2 separate regions of the Oryctolagus cuniculus genome follow, and region 1 is linked to region 2. Evidence: chromatin contacts called from public Micro-C data. All regions are on one chromosome and are shown on one strand. Each heading gives the region's core, a stretch centred on a gene start, on an enhancer-like site or on the middle of the called end of the contact. The rest is flanking DNA. Distances are from core to core; before and after follow the strand shown.

Region 1 (3,294 bases), core at 613-3,112, 170 kb after region 2:
AAACCAGAAAGAAAGTCTACCACAATAGCCAACCAATGCTACCAGCACGGATTAAACAACACTGGCCAGTGACCTTAACCATGCACTGAAAAATCTGGCGAGTGACAACTTTGTAAAGGTCACCTCAAAACAAGCGCTTCTTTTGGACATCAAGGCAATTCTTCCAGTCCAATGAAGCAGCTTAACAGCGCAGGTCATGGGGCTTACGCGGGAGAGAAGTAAAAGCAATTAGACAGAGTGCACGCTATAATCCCACTTTCCGGGGTCCAGAGTTTTGCTGAACACTGAGCTTGCGTCTTCCACCTTCGTTCAGAAACCAGCAGCAGATTCCAGATGAGAATTCCATAGCCTGAGTTTGTGCTCACCAACGCGGTCTGCAGTGTGTTTCTGGGATGCCTACCGCCTTGGAGGTTAAACAAAAAAAAAGCTCCCTTCAGCCGTGGGTGATGCTATGAACTTTCCACCTAGGTTCAAATCCCCAAAATACTCTTTCAACACGCACAAGTGTTGCTGAAGACTAACCAGTCAGGCTCCCTATACAGCTTGAAAAGCTACCCCAGAGTGGAAGAAGAAAGTCCAGACCCACCGTGGGCCAGGAATTTCCAGTCAAGCGGAAATTCACGGGCCAGCAACAGCAGCAGCGTTGCTTGGAAGTTCCTTCCATGTGCAGACTCTCCAAATTCTGCATCCAAATTCTGGCGCAACCACGTTTAGAATTTTGAAAACACTCATCTACAGGACCCTACAGGAAGATGGGGGGGGGGGGGACCTTCTCTCAGCCTGAGAAAACGAAGGATGACAAAGGGGACAGGGAAGAACCGACAGCGAGGACTGAAGGAACGCAGCTGAGGTTACAGGGATTCTCCAAATTCTAGATTTCAGCAGCGCTCACTGTAGGGCGGGGTGGGGGTGGGGGTGGGGGTGGGGGTGGGGGGCGGGCGTTTGCAAATGGAGCTCTCTCACCACGGAAGATTTTTAAGGAGACAGATTCAGTGGCGCCCAGCACAAGGCCTGCCACTCTGAACGCGGCACAGACGCCTGGGACATGTTGCATGAAGTGGCTGGAGCCAGCACGTCAGCCTCTCCCACCCCGACAGCGGACCGGCAGCCCAAGGCCCCGCAAATTCACTCCCCGCAGGTTCTCTCCGGTCCTGGAAACCTCCGCCAGCCCGGTCCCAGGGGCTGCAGAGACTCTGGCCGAAACTGAAGTTGCAGCAGGGACAACTGGCAGGCTCTGTAACTTTCCCTGGGATGAAATAAATAAATAAAGGCCGTAAATGCTGGGATAGCGGGCCTCTGGCTGTACTGCTTCCTCTGTAGAAAGCCACAGGCTAAGGGGAGGAGGTTGGGAGCCAAAAGCCTTGATCCGCTTGGGAAGGGGTCGATCCAGCGACGGCTGTGTGGGCACAGGAGGCCACAGCAGGGCCGAACTCAGGGAGGGCTTCACGGCTGGAGCAGGGACTCCTGTGCTGAAAATTCCGAGAGAGCGGAAGACGAGGCCCCTGGAGGGTACAAGCAGGCGTCCCGAGGGCGTCAGGCCTCCTCGCCAAGCCCCAGGGTCCCCACTCCCCCAACTCCCAAAGTGTCCTGGCCACCGGTCTCCTCTCCCGGGCCGGGTGCGGGCGGGAGGCCGCCTAGGCGGGATGTGCGTGCGCTCGCACTCGCGCAAATACGGCCGGAGGAGTCCTGTTCCTCGGGCATTTTCCGAGGAAGTCTGGAGCAATTAGGCTCAGTCCGGGGAGAGCGAGCAGGCGAGCGGGCGGGCGGCGCAGCCGGCGTGTCTGGGCCGCCTCGCAGGGAGGCAGGGAGGGAGGGGGCAGCCGTCCGCCCGCCCGGCGGCGACCCCCGGCCCGGCCACCACCATGGGCTTCGAGCTGGACCGCTTCGACGGCGACGTGGACCCGGACCTGAAGTGCGCCCTGTGCCATAAGGTCCTGGAGGACCCGCTGACCACGCCGTGCGGCCACGTCTTCTGCGCCGGCTGCGTGCTGCCCTGGGTGGTACAGGAAGGTAACTGCCCGGCGCGCTGCCGCGGCCGCCTGTCAGCCAAGGAGCTCAACCACGTCCTGCCCCTCAAGCGCCTCATTCTCAAGCTGGACATCAAGTGCGCGCACGCGGCGCGCGGCTGCGGCCGGGTGGTGCAGCTGCAGCGGCTGCCCGAGCACCTCCAGCACTGCGACTTCGCGCCCGCGCGCTGCCGCCACGCAGGCTGCGGCCAGGTGCTGCTGCGGCGCGACGTGGAGGCGCACATGCGCGACGCGTGCGACGCGCGGCCCGTGGGCCGCTGCCAGGAAGGCTGCGGGCTGCCCCTGACGCGGGGCGAGCAGCGCGCGGGCGGCCACTGCTGCGCGCGGGCCCTGAGGGCGCACAACGGCGCGTTGCAGGCCCGCCTGGGCGCGCTGCACAAGGCGCTCAAGAAGGAGGCGCTGCGCGCGGGCAAGCGCGAGAAGTCGCTGGTGGCGCAGCTGGCCGCGGCGCAGTTGGAGCTGCAGATGACCGCGCTGCGTTACCAGAAGAAGTTCACCGAGTACAGCGCGCGCCTCGACTCGCTCAGCCGCTGCGTGGCCGCGCCGCCCGGTGGCAAGGTAGGCGCCCCCTGCCCGGCCCGGCCCGCCCCCCTGCCTTTGGGTCCCGGGGTGCCAGGAGCTTCCCAGGAGCATCCTTGGCTCCGCGTCTCTTTCCGACGCTTGCCAACTGTGTCACTGAGGTCGCTGAGCCTGGGTGTGGGAAGGGTGGTCCCTAATGGCCGGACGCTCGGGGGGACGCAGAGTCACAACCAGACAGCCCGAGGCGCCCGTAGCCAAGTGTGGGGGAAGGAGGCAGCCCCAGAACCAGTGCTGTGTGCAGAGGCGCAGCTGGTTACCGAGAGGTCTTGGAGAAGCCGCCCACGCTCTTCCAAGCAGGGAACCACACAGCCCATGTAGACGTGACACAGAGGAGGAAATAGTGACAGGGCGAACCGGATCCGCGCATCCTCGGGGATTCCACAGCCGGGGTAGAGTCGTTAAGCGAAGAAGGATGCCAGAGATGGAGCGAGGTCTCTGGAGGGAGAGTTGCATCCAGACGTGGGCGCTGCTGCCAGCCAGCTGGCTGACCTTGAGCGCGCCGCTTAACCTCTCTCCAGTTGGAAACAGCCGTCCCTGGAGACGTGATGCGCGCGCGCACGCACACACACACACAGACACACAGCCAGCCACCCTCCGAGGTTGCCATCTGGGGATTGCAGAAAGAATCTGTCCCCTCCCCCAGCAAGTATAAAGTGATCTTGGGAGTCCTCTGGAGTTGGAGCTGCTT
Region 2 (3,102 bases), core at 113-2,612:
ATTTATTTATTTATGGAGCCAGCATGATGGTGTAGCAGGTAAAGCCGCCACCTGCCATGCTGGCATCCCGTATGGGCACCGGTTCTAGTCCTGGCTGCTCCTCTTCTGATCCAGCTCTCTGCTATTGCCTGGCAAAGCAGTAGATGACCCAAGTCTTCGGGCCCCTGCACTCACATGGGAGACCCAGAAGAAGCTCCTGACTCCTGGCTTCAGATTGGCACAGCTCCAGCCATTGTGGCCATCTGGGGAAAGTGAACAAGTGGATGGAAGACCTCTCTCTCTCTCTCCCCCTCTCTCTCTGCCTCTGCCTCTCTGTAACTCTGCCTTTTCAAATAAATTATTTATTTGTAAGACAGAGTGACAGAGACAGATTTATCCTATTCTCTGGTTCATTCCTCCATATGGCTACACCAGCCAAGGCTACACCAGGCAAGAGCCAGGAGCCAGCAACTGCATCTGGGTTTCCCACATGGGTGGCTGGGGCCCAAGCACTTGAGCCATCACCCACTGCTTCCCCACATGCATTAGCAGGGAGCTGGATCAGAAGCAGAATAGCCAGAGCTTGAACTGACTCTCTGAAGTAGGATGCTAGCATTATAAGTGACGGCTCGACCCCCTGCACCACAACGCCGGATCCCCCGCAAGCTTTCTGAAGTTCCCTGGGAGACTGATGTCCTTTTAATAGGTGATAGTAACAAAAGCTGGTACCCAAATAGTAACTGGAGGAATATCCACATGTTCTCAAGATGGCTTGAGGAGGTGAGGCCATGAGGAGCGGGATCATGTACAAAAAAAAAAAAAAAAAAAAAATTAAGAAAACAAAATCTACCAGATGAGTGCAGAGAATCCAGACTGTTCTATATCGGGGAAGAATAAAGACTGAGGAGCAAAAGAGGCTTGATGGAAAGAGATGAAATTAAGGAGAAAGAACCAAGAAGGAGATTTTGAGCTTGTAGGGGTGGGGAACAGAACAAGGCTCCCGAAATCCTTTGGCCTGGCCAAAGCTCACAATTCAATAAAGCTATCACAGGCTCCTTTTTAAGTAGGTAATTTTGAATGGTGTGGGAATGTTGTTATGAATATCTAAAGGGCCCTTGGCAGAAAAAAGCTTCCCCATCCCTCAGCCTGGGTTAGCTCTTTTTTTCCCTGTGAGACGGAGCTCATGGCAACCCTTGTCTGTCTGAAGCCAGAGAGAGGCAGCAGAGCGATTCATTCCACTCGGGCATCTGTGTGGAAAATGAAACCAAGTCCCCCTGCACAGCACCTCTGGGGGCAGGGCTGCGTTCCTCACTCATACCTCAGACTGCAAGAGCCACCCACCAGCCACGTCACCCAGACCCCGGCCACCCGCGATGAGCGGGGAACGCCCCACTGCCAAGGTGAAAACCTCTCCGAGGCTGAGGCTCAAGGATCCTGAGCTTTGAACTCATCTCCAACTTTCTGTGGTTACAGTTCGCAGTGGGCTGGCAGCGTGTGACTTCCTGGTGCTGAGATAAAAGATTCAGAGAGAGCGGAAGGGGACTGACATCAACGGACTCTTGCAAAATACAACTTTGATGAGCAAAGCGCAAATGAATCCTAATGGTCCCCGTTACATTTCTGAAAATGGACACACTTCTGAAATGTTAGAAGGCGTGTGTGTGCGCGCACGCGCGCACGCACGAGGGCTGGTGGAAATGGGTGTGGGGTTTCTTGGCCTCCGGGCACTCGGGGAAGAGCTGGAGGCGCTGGCTGACTCCCACACAGCTGCAATGACCAGGGCCTTTCTCAGTGGGGGGAGAAGGAAGGAGGGGGAGAAAGCTCTGTTGTAATAGATGTTCCAAGAATCGTGGGTCTTTCATAAGAGGTGGCGGTGGGAGGGGGAGCCAGCTGAGCTCTTCATACGGTTTTATTTAAACTTGAATAGAGATAATCGGCTCTGCTGTTTATTTCCATACCAAGTGCTCAGGGGCCAGAATTCTGTCACATTCCTAGCCCAGATAATTTTAGCAGTCATCTTTCTGAAATAGAAAATGAACCAAAGACACTTCCTGGTGAAGTGTCCCCCGGAGGACGCAGATGATCCTGTCCTGTCCAAGACGAGCGAGCAAACATCCCCCTTCCTTCTCCAGGGTGGCCAATTATTCCTGTGACAACACCTCATACTTTCCGTGTGATGCCACTTGACAAAGGAAAAGCTGGCCAGGCTGCGGGCTCAGCCGTGGGAGACTCAACCTCCCTCTCTTTATCAACCCAAGGAGAACTTTCTGGGAGGGAGCTGGTACCCAGACTTGCTCCAGTGGTGATGGGGCAATCAGGCACTTTGCGAAAGGAGCGGGGAGGAGGAGTGGGCAGTGTGGACAGTTTGCTGTCATGCCCTAGCTTGCCAACTTGACTTCTTTCAACTTGAAAAATAGGACTCTCATCATGTCTCAATTTTGAAATGATGGGAGTTGTGCCCACCACCGGGAGTGTTGGGAGAATGGCAGGTGGGGCTTTGGTTGATAAGGTGTCACAGGAACTGATTAGCAGAGCCAGTGGGAGGCCTGGCTGCTCTCATTAAGGGATTTACTTTCAGTTTCCTTAAGAAAAAAACAGTGTCCCCAGGCTCCAGTGACTATGGTTTGTTTTCATTTTATTCAAATGGCAGAGAGACAGAGAGACACACACAGCTGATTCATTTCCCAAATGCCTGAAACAACCAAACCAAAGCCAGAATCTGGAACTCAATTTGGGTTTCCCATGTGGGCGTCAGGGACCCAAGTACTTGGGCCCTCACTGCTGCCTCCCATGGCACGCATTGGCAAGAAGGCAGAATCAGGAGCAAAACTAAGGCTGGAATCCAGGCCTTTAAGTATGCAGGTGGGCCCTCTACCTCCTGTGTTCACTGCTGTGGGAAACACCCTGCCCTAAGCCTCCCTTTTTTTTTTTTAATTTGGTAAGAATCCTAGCATGATAAGATCTACCCATTGACTAAATTTTAAGAGTACAGAACAGGCTTATTAACTCTAGGCTCAGTGTGGTTTAGCAAACAGCTAAAACTTAACCACATGCGTAACTGGGATTTTAGACCCATTGCTGAACTCATAAATGACTGCTCTTTTCCCCTTCCTCCCACCACTG

The links. Hi-C and Micro-C count contacts between places; a contact is called where the count stands out from the background.
Region 1: a contact with region 2 is called in a Micro-C map of ear pinna, with 5 times the contacts expected there. The contact joins the promoter of PDZRN3 here to the enhancer-like site in region 2. A contact is called at or near these places in 3 of 6 Hi-C or Micro-C datasets (ear pinna, psoas muscle and skin fibroblasts).

The regions. Positions count from the first base shown.
Region 1 is chr10:75,639,516-75,642,809 of mOryCun1.1, forward strand. PDZRN3 (PDZ domain containing ring finger 3) reads left to right here and starts at 1,863. Exons shown (of 10, transcript XM_051851467.2): 1 at 1,863-2,585. The coding sequence starts at 1,863. It overlaps LOC138844074 (a long non-coding RNA gene), which reads right to left. Exons shown (of 3, transcript XR_011379474.1): 2 at 1-3,294.
Region 2 is chr10:75,471,894-75,474,995 of mOryCun1.1, forward strand. No RefSeq gene overlaps it. Among named protein-coding and RNA genes, the nearest start is that of PDZRN3, 170 kb to the right of the region's middle. Within about 2 kb of position 1,363, at least 2 of the 8 cell types and tissues checked have an H3K27ac peak or open chromatin away from gene starts, as enhancers often do. A contact at or near this core is called in ear pinna, where this site is marked.